2 separate regions of the Oryctolagus cuniculus genome follow, and region 1 is linked to region 2. Evidence: chromatin contacts called from public Micro-C data. All regions are on one chromosome and are shown on one strand. The core of a region is the stretch at or near the end of the contact, and the rest is flanking DNA. Distances in the headings are between cores, read along the strand shown.

Evidence for each region. A called contact is a pair of places that touch in the nucleus more often than the background predicts.
Region 1: a contact with region 2 is called in a Micro-C map of ear pinna, with 2.4 times the contacts expected there. The contact joins the enhancer-like site here to the promoter of MCOLN2 in region 2. A contact is called at or near these places in 2 of 6 Hi-C or Micro-C datasets (ear pinna and an unstated tissue).

Annotation. Positions count from the first base shown.
Region 1 is chr7:86,260,301-86,265,463 of mOryCun1.1, forward strand. MCOLN2 (mucolipin TRP cation channel 2) reads left to right here. Exons shown (of 14, transcript XM_008264961.4): 5 at 882-966; 6 at 1,070-1,166; 7 at 3,735-3,834. Among named protein-coding and RNA genes, the nearest start is that of MCOLN2, 55 kb to the left of the region's middle. Within about 2 kb of position 3,006, at least 2 of the 8 cell types and tissues checked have an H3K27ac peak or open chromatin away from gene starts, as enhancers often do.
Region 2 is chr7:86,203,701-86,209,067 of mOryCun1.1, forward strand. MCOLN2 (mucolipin TRP cation channel 2) reads left to right here and starts at 3,983. Exons shown (of 14, transcript XM_008264961.4): 1 at 3,983-4,223. The coding sequence starts at 4,147.

The DNA.
Region 1 (5,163 bases), core at 1,756-4,255, 56 kb after region 2:
ATGTCCTGATGTTCTTCATAGCACAAGAAACCATATCCCAGCTCCAGAGCTTTTCCAGAGTCTTGTCTTACACTGAGTTGCCCTGTCATTTTAGTCTTTTTGAATCGGGAGCAAGATAAAGTTGCTTGCCTTTTTTTTTTTTTTTTTTAATGACTGACTTTTTTTTTTTTAAAGATGAGTATCTTGGATCTTTTTAAAGTAAAATTTTGTTTATTTCTTTCATTTTATTTGAAACTCAAGAAAGAGAGATCTCCCATCTGTTGGTTCTCTTGCCAAATGCCCCCAACAGCTGAGGCTGGGACAGGCCAAAACAAGGAGTCTAGAATTCCATCCAGGTGGCCCACGTGGCTTAACAGAGACCCAAATACTTGAGCCATCACCTGCTGCCTCCCAGGATGCACAGTAGCGGGTTTCTGGATCTGACCCAGAGCCAAGTTTCAAACTAGCCAATCTGATATGGGCTGCAAGTGTCCTACTTAGAAGTGTCTTAACTGCTACTCCAAATACCTGCTCTGACCTTGGCATTCTTAAAGGGTAGAATGTCCTCCCTTAGGGTTTCTCTGTTTCTTCACAACCAGGTTGAAGTTAGGCATCTTTGGCAGAAATGCCGCACAGGTGACGTGTCCTGCTCAGTACATGGCTTCAGGAGGCACCTGACGATGACCGTTATTACGGTGACGTCAACTTGGCTCACTTTGTGTGGTGTCTTCTAGACTCTCCACTGAAAGGCTACTGTCCTTCCTGTTCCAGTTTGTAACCATTTTCTGGGGAGGCATTTTGAGACTCTGTAAGCATCCCACTTTCCATCACACTGGCCCCCACTAGAACCAGCATCTGACTCCTGCCTACAACAATCCATGTTCCTTCTTTGACTGCCCCAGATTGTGTCCAGTTAGACCTCCAAGTGCTCTCCCAGAACCCGCAGGACTGGAAGCAGTCATCATTCTTCACCCTGGAGTTTGATCGGTGAGCCCATTTTGAAGTCTCAGTTCTCCGGGGACGGAGGTGGGGGCAGGGGAGCAGTGCGGTTAGGCTATGACAACTTGCACCTTTCACGTCTCTTACGCAGGCTCCTGCAAGTGGACATCTCCTTTCGTCTCCAGGGCATTGACCTACAGACCATTCGTTCCCGAGAGCTGCCGGACTGCTACGTTTTTCAGAACACGGCAAGTGTCTTTGTCGTCCTCAGCGACGTTCAGTTGCAGTGTCCTGTTCCTTTTGTAGATGTGGGGCGTGAACCACGCCAGCACACGTGTTAGCTGCGGCCGGGTTTCAGTTTCTGTGATGCTATGGTTGACCTGGAGATCATTACATCTGCACAGGACACACGCCCCTTCTAGCCTTTTCCAGCTAGATTCCGGGGTTGAAAAGAGTAGTTTGCAAAATGGTTTTGACCTCCAGCTCTCCTAGTCCATGAAAGAAAAACACGTTGATGACATGTGTTTTACATATCTGTAGGGTTCTGCCTAGCTTCAAAGGAAGGACATCGCAGATGTTTTCAAACCTCAAGGCAGAAGCTGCCTCCCGGATCTGAAGGCTGAGTGGCCAAAGAGCGGCTTCCCCTTTCATTTTGAGACAGCTCAGGGCACTGCTCGCTCTTGTGGGGGTGGGAGAGCAGGCTGACTTCTCACAGTCATGGAATCCCATTCCCCCCCCCCTTTTCTTTCATTTCTTTCTTGTTTGTTAAGGGGCTGCCAGAGGAGGGGAACCTTTTTTTTCTACTGGGGCCAACATCATTCATGGGCCATACAAAATTATCAACTTAAAAATTAGAGTTACTGGGGCCAGCACTGTGGCTCACTTGGTTAATCTTCCGCCTGCAGTGCTGGCATCCCATATGGGTGCTGGATTCTGTCCTGGTTGCTCCTCTTCCAGTCCAGCTCTCTGCTGTGGCCCCGGAGGGCAGTGGAGGATGACTCAAGTGCTTGGGCCCTGCACCTGCAGGGGAGACTGGGAGGAAGCACCTGGCTCCTGGCTTCAGATCAGCGTAGCTCTGGCCATAGCAGCCATTTGGGGAGTGAACCAACGGAAGGAAGACCTGTCTTTCTCTCTCTCTCTCTCTCTCTCTCTCACTGTCTATAACTCTACCTGTCAAATAAATACAATTTATAAAAAAAAAAATTGGAGTTACTGAATGTAGAGTCCAGCCTATAGTTGCCTTAGTAGGGCCAGACCAAATGATTGCGCTGGCCACATTTGGCCTGCAGGTCCACCCTTGCCCAGCCCTGGGGGAAACTGAGTGGCTTAGCTGCAAGTTGTATCCACAGATGACTGCTTCATCCCACACAACTGAGAAACACTTCCTGAATCCCACTGTGTGCCAGGCATTGTTCTACATCTTCGAGGTACAGTGGCTCCTTGGAAACCTACAACCAAGTGGAAGAAACAGACAGAAAAATGAGTAAACAAAGAAGTTAAAGGGAGTGGGAGGGCTTGGATCTAATGGCCAAGCCCCTGGTCAGGATGCCTGCATTCCACACAAGGTGATGGGGTTTGAAATGTGACTCTGGCAGGTGCTGGGAGGCAAAAATGATGGCTCAAGTAATTGGGTTCCTGCCACCCAGCTGGGAGATCTGGATTGAGTTCCTGGCTCCTGGCTTTGGCCTTGGCTTGGCCCCAGCCACCGCTGGCTTTTGGGGGGAGTGAACCAGCAGGTGTACATGATATGGAAGAATGCCTCTTTGCTGAGAGGGGCATGGCTAAGCTCCTGGGGTGAGTGCCCTGGAGGAGTCTGGGAACACCTGAGGGTTAAGGAGCTGGGGGGTGTGGGGACCACACAGATAAGGTCATGAATGACACGTGTTCTGGTCAGCAGAGAAGATGAAACCAAGTTGACTTTCCTATTTTGTTTCCTTCTTTGGATTCTATCTGCTCAGTGTTCTAAATGCTTGTGAGAAGTATTTTAGGGGTTCTCCCCAGGAGAAATGGAGATGGTGAGTGCCAATGTTCAGGGAGGCGGCTCTAGGTTCTGGTGCAGAAATGCGGCCAGTCGGGCTGACTTCTCCACCCTGTGGTTCAGTCGTGGTAATGCACCCGGATTACACAGAATTTGGCTTGTTCTTAGAAATGCTGATGTCTTAGGTTTGATCACCATTCATTCAGTGCACCAAGCTCTTGTGAGTCTTTTGGATTACCCAATGTGTTCACTCTAAAAGATAACTTGGCATAATTTACATATAAACTTTGAGTGATTTGAATGATTGTCTGAAATTCCACAGCATGGGAGGTTGAGGGCCTTTGGATGTCTGTTCAGCCTGAAATCTTGGAGCAACTTTTGTCCTTTCTGATAGCATTGTGTGTAGTTCTTGAAGCAAAATGAATCAGAATTTTCAGCCTTGTAGAAAATTAGCATTTCATGCATAAGGGACGAACTTGAAGCAAATGCTTTTTACACGCAGTTTGATAATGATGGTCACCGAGTTCACGTGTCAAAGACTGAATTCTGCTCTGCTGCTCTGCGCACTGGGTGGCTGTTTTACTCTAGGATTTCCTTGAAGCAGAGAACTGAAATTGTAGACCCTGGTAGATCTCCATATGTTTACCTTTGGACCGTACTTGTACTTTTTCGTCAGCCATAGAGAGCTGTGCAGAAATCACAGGATGAAGACGTTGTCCAACTCGTTCTCTTCAGATCAGCACTGGTTGGATGCCAGGGGTGATTGCTAAGCAGAGACTTCCCAGCAGGTCCCATTCCCCATTGACTGTAACCCCTCTCTCTCTGTTTGTGTCTACAGATCACCTTTGACAACAAAGCTCACAGTGGCAAAATCAAAGTCTATTTTGACAATGCCGCCACCATCAAAGAATGCAGAGACTTGAACATATCTGGATCCAGTACGTACGCTCTCTGCCGACCTGTTGTGGGTTATGGCGTGATCAAGGGTGTTTAAATGCTTGGAAGGAAGAGTTCCAGAGGACAACAATCCAGCATTAGATTCTGTCAAGTGTGTCCCTAGCCTTTGTATTTTTGGCTTAAGTCGGCAAATGCTCATTCCACACCTCACCAGGGAGTTGCTTGCCTAGAGGGGTAGGAGCTCAGGCTCCGCGGCCAGATGGCCTACGCTTGGAGCTGGCTCTGCTTATGGTGCCTGTGCCCTTGGGCAGAGTTGCCCCTCCGTGTCTCAGCATCTCCCTCTGCCACATGAAGGTACTAACCCTGCTCACCCCCAGGATGTGGAGCAGTGAATGCGTTCGTGGTGGAGCAGAGCGCCCACTGCGAGAGCTGAGCCTAGTTAACTCCTAGGCACTGTGGAACGGGGAGAAAAGGCTGGAGGGAGGGCAAGTGATGTGTTGGTGGAGCCTCTGACACGGTGTGGATGGGAATGAGTGGTGGATCTGCCAAAGGTGGGAGGAGAAAGAGAACCAAACTTACACGTGACTGGGGCAGAGGAGGAAGGGAAACCACGACTAACCCTAACCCTAAGCCTAACCCTGCGAAGGTGTACTTTGGTCTGAGCCTTGGACAATGGGGAAAGAACCCTTGGGGCTTGGATGCAGCCTCTGCAAACCCTGGGTCATTTATTGAGTCCTTACTGGGCAACACCTCTGAATCCACATGTTCACAATGAACCTGAACCGCACAGACCCTGTTCTGCTGGCTCGGTGAGGAGTCAAGATGACATTTGTATCTTATTTTTGTATGTGTTTTTTTTTTAAAGATTTATTTATTTGAAAGTCAGAGTTACACACACAGATAAAGAGAGAGAGAGAGAGAGAGAGAGAGAGGTCTTCCATCTGCTAGTTCACTCCCCAATTGGCTGCAATGGCTGGAGCTGTGCCATTTCAAAGCCAGGAGCTTCTTCCAGGTCTCCCATGTGGGTGCAGGGGCCCAAGGACTTAGGCCATCTTCTACTGCTTTCCCAGGCCACAGCAGAGAGCTGGATGGGAAGTGGAGCAGCCAGAACTCGAACCAGCATCCATATGGGATGCCGGCACTGCAGGTGGTGGCTTTACCCACTATACCACAGCACCAGCCCCATGTTTTGTTTTGTTTTAACATGCAGGTTGAGTTTAAGTGACTTTCCCTGTAAGCAGATTTTCAGAATGGAATAAAATGTGCAATGCCCGTGGGAGGTATTTTAGATTCATTGTGAACTAGAGGTGACCTGGGGCCCGCGGCTTTGCAGATGCGGTGTGTCCAGATGGTTCTGAAGGGTTGGATCC
Region 2 (5,367 bases), core at 2,733-5,232:
ACAAAGTCATCATTTTTTATAAAAGAGTATCTAAATGCAATTAATATGGTATTAACAGAAGAACAAAGAGACCAATGAAGAGCAAATAGAACTTAGAAGCATGAGCATACTCATATATATTTGGGAACTTGTTATAAGATAAAGCTGTCACCATGAAAAAAGGGAGAAAGGAAAAACTTTTAAAACCAGAGCTGGCAAATAATAGTCTGAGGCCCAAATTTAGTCTGCCACCTGTTTTGATATGACCTGTGAGTTAAATTTTTTTTATATTTTTTAAATGACTGAAAAAACCTAAATAAGAAATATCAAGAGAAATTAAAAATTATTTTGAACTAACAAAATATTGTGGGATGGGGCCAGCCTCGTGGCACAGTGGCTTAAGATGCCCCTTGCAGCACCGACATTTGCAGCTCAGCCCCTCTGCTTCCTATCCAGTTTGCTGCTAATGCACCTAAGAGAGCAGCAGAAGACAGCCCAAGTACGTGGGTCCCTGCCACCCATATGGGAAGTCAGGGTGAGTTTCTGGCTCCTGGCTCCTGCCTGCCCCAGCTGTGGCTGTTGCAGGCATTTGAGGAGTGAACCAGCAGATGGAAGATCTCTCTTTCTCTCTCTCTCTCTCTCTCTCTCTCTTTCTCTCTCTCTCACACACACTCTGTCTTTCAAATAAATCTTAAAAAAAAAAAAAATATATATATATATATATATATAGTAGGATTTAGTAAAAGCAATGCCCAGAGCAAATTTATAACATTGAAGTCATTTTAGAAAGAACTAAAATTAAGCATCCAAGCTTCCACATTAGGAACTGGAAAACGAAAAGTAAATCTTATGTAAACAGAAAAAAATAAAATTACAGTAAAAAGCAAATTGGAAACAGGAGATTAATAGAGAAAATTAATCAATAAAATCAATAAGCTGCTAGGCAGGCTAACAAGGAAAAAAGACAGAAATCACTAATATCAGAAATTAGACAGGAAGCATCAGTTCAGATCCTATGCGTGTTAAAAGGATATCCCAATTGTTAATTTTGGCTTTGACTGCCTGTGCCTCCAGGGTCTTTTCCAAGAAGTCTTTGCCTGTGCCTATATCTTGCAGGGTTTCTCCAATGTTCCCTAATAATCTGATGGTGTCAGGTTGTAGATTTAGATCTTTAATCCATGTTGAGTGGATTTTTGTGTAAGGTGTAAGGTAGGGGTCTTACTTCATGCTTCTGCATGTGGAAATCCAGTTTTCCCAGCACCATTTATTGAATAGATTGTCCTTGCTCCAGGTATTGGTTTCAGATCCTTGATCAAATTTAAGTTGGCTGTAGATGTTTGGATTGATTTCTGGTTTTTCTGTTCTGTTCCATTGGTCTATCCATCTGTTTCTGTACCAGTACCATGCTGTTTTGATTATAATTGCCCTGTAGTATGTCCTGAAATCGGATATTGTGATGACTCTGGCTTTGTTTCTGTTGTACAAGATTGCTTTAGCTATTCAAGGTCTCCTGTGCCTCCATATGAATTTCAGCATCATTTTTTCTAGATCTGAGAAGAATGTCTTTGGTATTTTTGATTGGTATCGCATTGAATCTATAAATTGCTTTTGGGAGAATGGACATTTTGATGATATTGATTCTTCCAGTCTATGAGCATGGGAAATTTTCCCATTTTTTTGGTATCCTCTTCTATTTCTTTAAGATTTTATAATTCTCACCGTAGAGATCTTTGATGTCCTTGGTTAAGTTTATTCCAAGGTATTTGATTGTTTTTGTAGCTATTGTGAATGGGATTGATCATAGAAGTTCTTTCTCAGACGTGGCATTGCCTGTGTGTACAAAGGCTGTTGATTTTTGTGCGTTGATTTTATATCCTGCTACTTTGCCAATCTCTTCTATGAGTTCCAATAGTCTCTTGGTAGAGTTCCTTGTATCCCCTAAATAATGAATTATATCATCTGAAAAGAGGGATAGTTTGACTTTTTCCTTCCCAATTTGTATCTCTCTAATTTCTTTTTCTTGCCTAATGGCTCTGGCTAAAACTTCCAGAACTATATTGAATAGCAATGGTGAGAGTGGGCATCCCTGTCTGGTACCAGATCTCAGTGGAAATGCTTCCAACTTTTCCCCATTCAATAGGATGCCTGCCATGGGTTTTTCATACATTGCTTTGATTGTTGAGGACTGTTCCTTCTATACCCAGTTTGCTTAGAGTTTTCATCATGAGACATTTACACACACACACACACACACAAACCAAAACCAAAACCAAAAAACCCCCTCTGTGTCCTAGTTTGCATTTGCCTTCTAAAGGGGCTGTTGTACTGACTGAAGTCTTGGTATTTTGTAACTAGTAGGTTTTCCCCTTCCTGGTAGGGTTTTGTTGTTGTGTACTTTTTTTTTTTTTTTTTTTTTTTTTTTGACAGGCAGAGTGGATAGTGAGAGAGAGAGAGACAGAGAGAAAGGTCTTCCTTTGCCGTTGGTTCACCCTCCAATGGCCTCCATGGCCGGTGCGCTGTGGCCGGCGCACCGCGCTGATCCGAAGGTAGGAGCCAGGTGCTTCTCCTGGTCTCCCATGGGGTGCAGGGCCCAAGCACTTGGGCCATCCTCCACTGCACTCCCGGGCCACAGCAGAGAGCTGGCCTGGAAGAGGGGCAACCGGGACAGAATCCGGCGCCCCAACCGGGACTAGAACCCGGTGTGCCGGCGCTGCTAGGTGGAGGATTAGCCTGTTGAGCTGTGGCGCTGGCCTGTTGTTGTTTACTTTCTAAAGGCTTTACAGTTCTTTAGCATTAAAGTTAATATCTTATGTATACTTTCTTGGAAAATACTTCTAGCACTCTCCTGTCAAGCTGGTCTGCCTCCTTTGCTGGGGCCCACATCCTTACCAGAAGACCAGCGCCTTAACTCTTCCTCCCCCTTCTGCCATAAAGAGGTCAGACCACGTGGCTATTCCACCCACCTTCAGGGAGCTGTGACTGCACAGAGGCTCTTCCAGCTCTCTGTACCCAGTGGGCACCTCCGATGAAAGGAGCATTAGAATGGAGCCCCCTCTCCCCCCACCAGAGGTCCTTGGCAGTGATTTTCAAAAGCAGGGCAGTTTTGTACGAGTTCATATACACCACTGTGTCCAGCTGCTCCTACCTGGAGTCATGGACCAGTGTTGATTGATTACCTGGAGGAGTATCCTTCGCCTCAACTAAAGCCACAGACTCTACACACTTGCTGGCCCAGGTAGCCTGGACTTGGGACTTTGCTGACCTGCGCCCAAGTGAGCAGTGGGGGAAGGATTCCTCTGAACTAGCTTTCCCTGCGTCACCGCTGTCACCAGCACCTTCAGATGAACTTGGCGCTTGGACCGTGAGCCCGCAATGTCCCAATCTAGGATTCACGAGCAGTGGCCGATGGTCTTGTCCGGTTTCCCACAGGCGTCTGCCTCATGTGCACAGGAGTGGCATATCCCTGTCCATACTGAGGCCGCCCCGCGTGGGGTGGGTTTGTGCCCTGGCTCCGCGCGCGCCCCCGGGCCACGCGGGCCGGCACTCCCTGCGCAAGGTGCCCGCTCCAGCTTGCCAACGTGAGCCAAGCACAATCCAGTTTTCCATTCCTTGGGCGCCGGGCGCGCTTTCTACATCCCGGAATCACGCTAGGTGTCTGAGTGCGTCCATGTACTTCAGCACGCAGACACGCGGGGGATGGACAAACGTGCCAGTTCAGTGTGAAGTCCTCAGGGGAGAGGGCCGCATGCTTGGCATGTGGGAGAACACGGTACCCACCCTCGGCTGGGAAGGCAGCGAGTGTTTCCCGAACGCATTCGTACGGATTTGAAGCAACAAATGGGCAGACAGGCGGCTGCAGAAGGAACGCACCGAATGTGCGGACAAGTACGGAGAAAGCGGCGTAGGCGCGCAGGAGGGCCCCGCCGAGGGCTGGGTGTGCCGGGCGCGGCCGCCGCGGGGCGGGCTTCAGGGTGCACGGGCAGCGCCGTTCCCTTAATAAAACGCTTTTCGCCTGCGCTACCTCCTGGCAGACGCCCCGGATCTGGAGTGGGCGGGCCAAAGGGCAGGGCGCCCGTATGCGAGCGCGGCAGCACCCGATCCTGGGGCGGAGGCAGGTGCTGCCGTCCCGAGCTCGGTGTCCTTCTCCTGCGACTCGTGGGCTAAGCTATGCCTGGAGGTGTGGAGACGATGGACCTACCCGCGTGGAACCGAGCCTTGGGCCTGTCCCAGGGCCCTCGCCACAGGTCAGCCACCCCAGGGGCGCGCCGGGGTTACGCAACCTCTCCATCCCACCAGCCCTTCCACGCCCGCTTTCCTTCCACGCGTGTTCGCGCGCCGGCACCTTGACTCCATCCCCTACCGTCCACTCCTGGCTCAGTCTCGCTGCCCCCCCCCCCCCCCCCCCCGCCTCTGGGAGCGCGGAGAGGCCGGCTCGCTGACACGTGGAAAAGGTCCCTCGGTGCAGCAAGTCGAGAAGCCCCTGGCTCAGCCAGCGGCGGGCGGCGGGCGGCGGGGCGGAGGTGGTGACTTGGGGCGGGACGGGGACGCCTGGCCACGCTCCGCGTCCCTCCGGGTGCGCACCGAGTGCTCTGCCTCTTGCCTTTCTGCGCCGGGATCAGCGCGCACCGGGCGGCTGTCAGGAAAGGTAAGAGAAGGGAGGCCCGGCTTGGAAGGGGACATTGCCCAGAGAGGCTGGAATGGGTGTGAAGAGAATGGGTTTTCCTGTTCCCAATCCCCTGAGCGGTGAAAAGTTTTAGAAGGCGATAGACAGTCTGATCCTTTTTTCCTGGGCAAGGAACCTGGAGACAGGATCAGATGTTTCCAGGTTCACGGTCAGGGGAGCCATCGGAGCTGGCCGCTCTCAGGGTATTGGACTCGGAGAAGTCCTCTTAAAGTCGCTTTGCTGTCCTAGACCAGCGCTTTCTTGCTGCTTCGGGCTCGCTTCTATGAACTGCTTACACGTAGTTACATAAGGCAGGGCTTGGCTTTCCGAAACACACAGGCCTTTTTCTCAGGTGGGAGTGTGGTTAGCTCCAGTTCCTGTGCCTTCATGAAAAGGCGCACAGTTCAGCCCGGAGCGCTGCCAAGGGGCCTGGCCTCCTTGGTCCAAGCTCCATCCACCCAAGCTCAGCGAACCAGGTGGTGTGAACCAACCCGCCTTGGCTTCCCCTTTCCCAGTTCTCAATGCAACTACAGTGGAGGGTGGTTAGACTTTCTTAAAATAGTGTTGAGACTTTCCTGCGTGCTGCTCCCCGTGTTATAAACAGACTTAATTTTAGCAAGGGAAACCAGAATTCAAGAGGAGAATTTGCTTATTTCCCAGCAAGAATGATGTAAATATAGATATAGATATATCAGAGTATTTCAAAAAGCTCATGGGAACTGGAA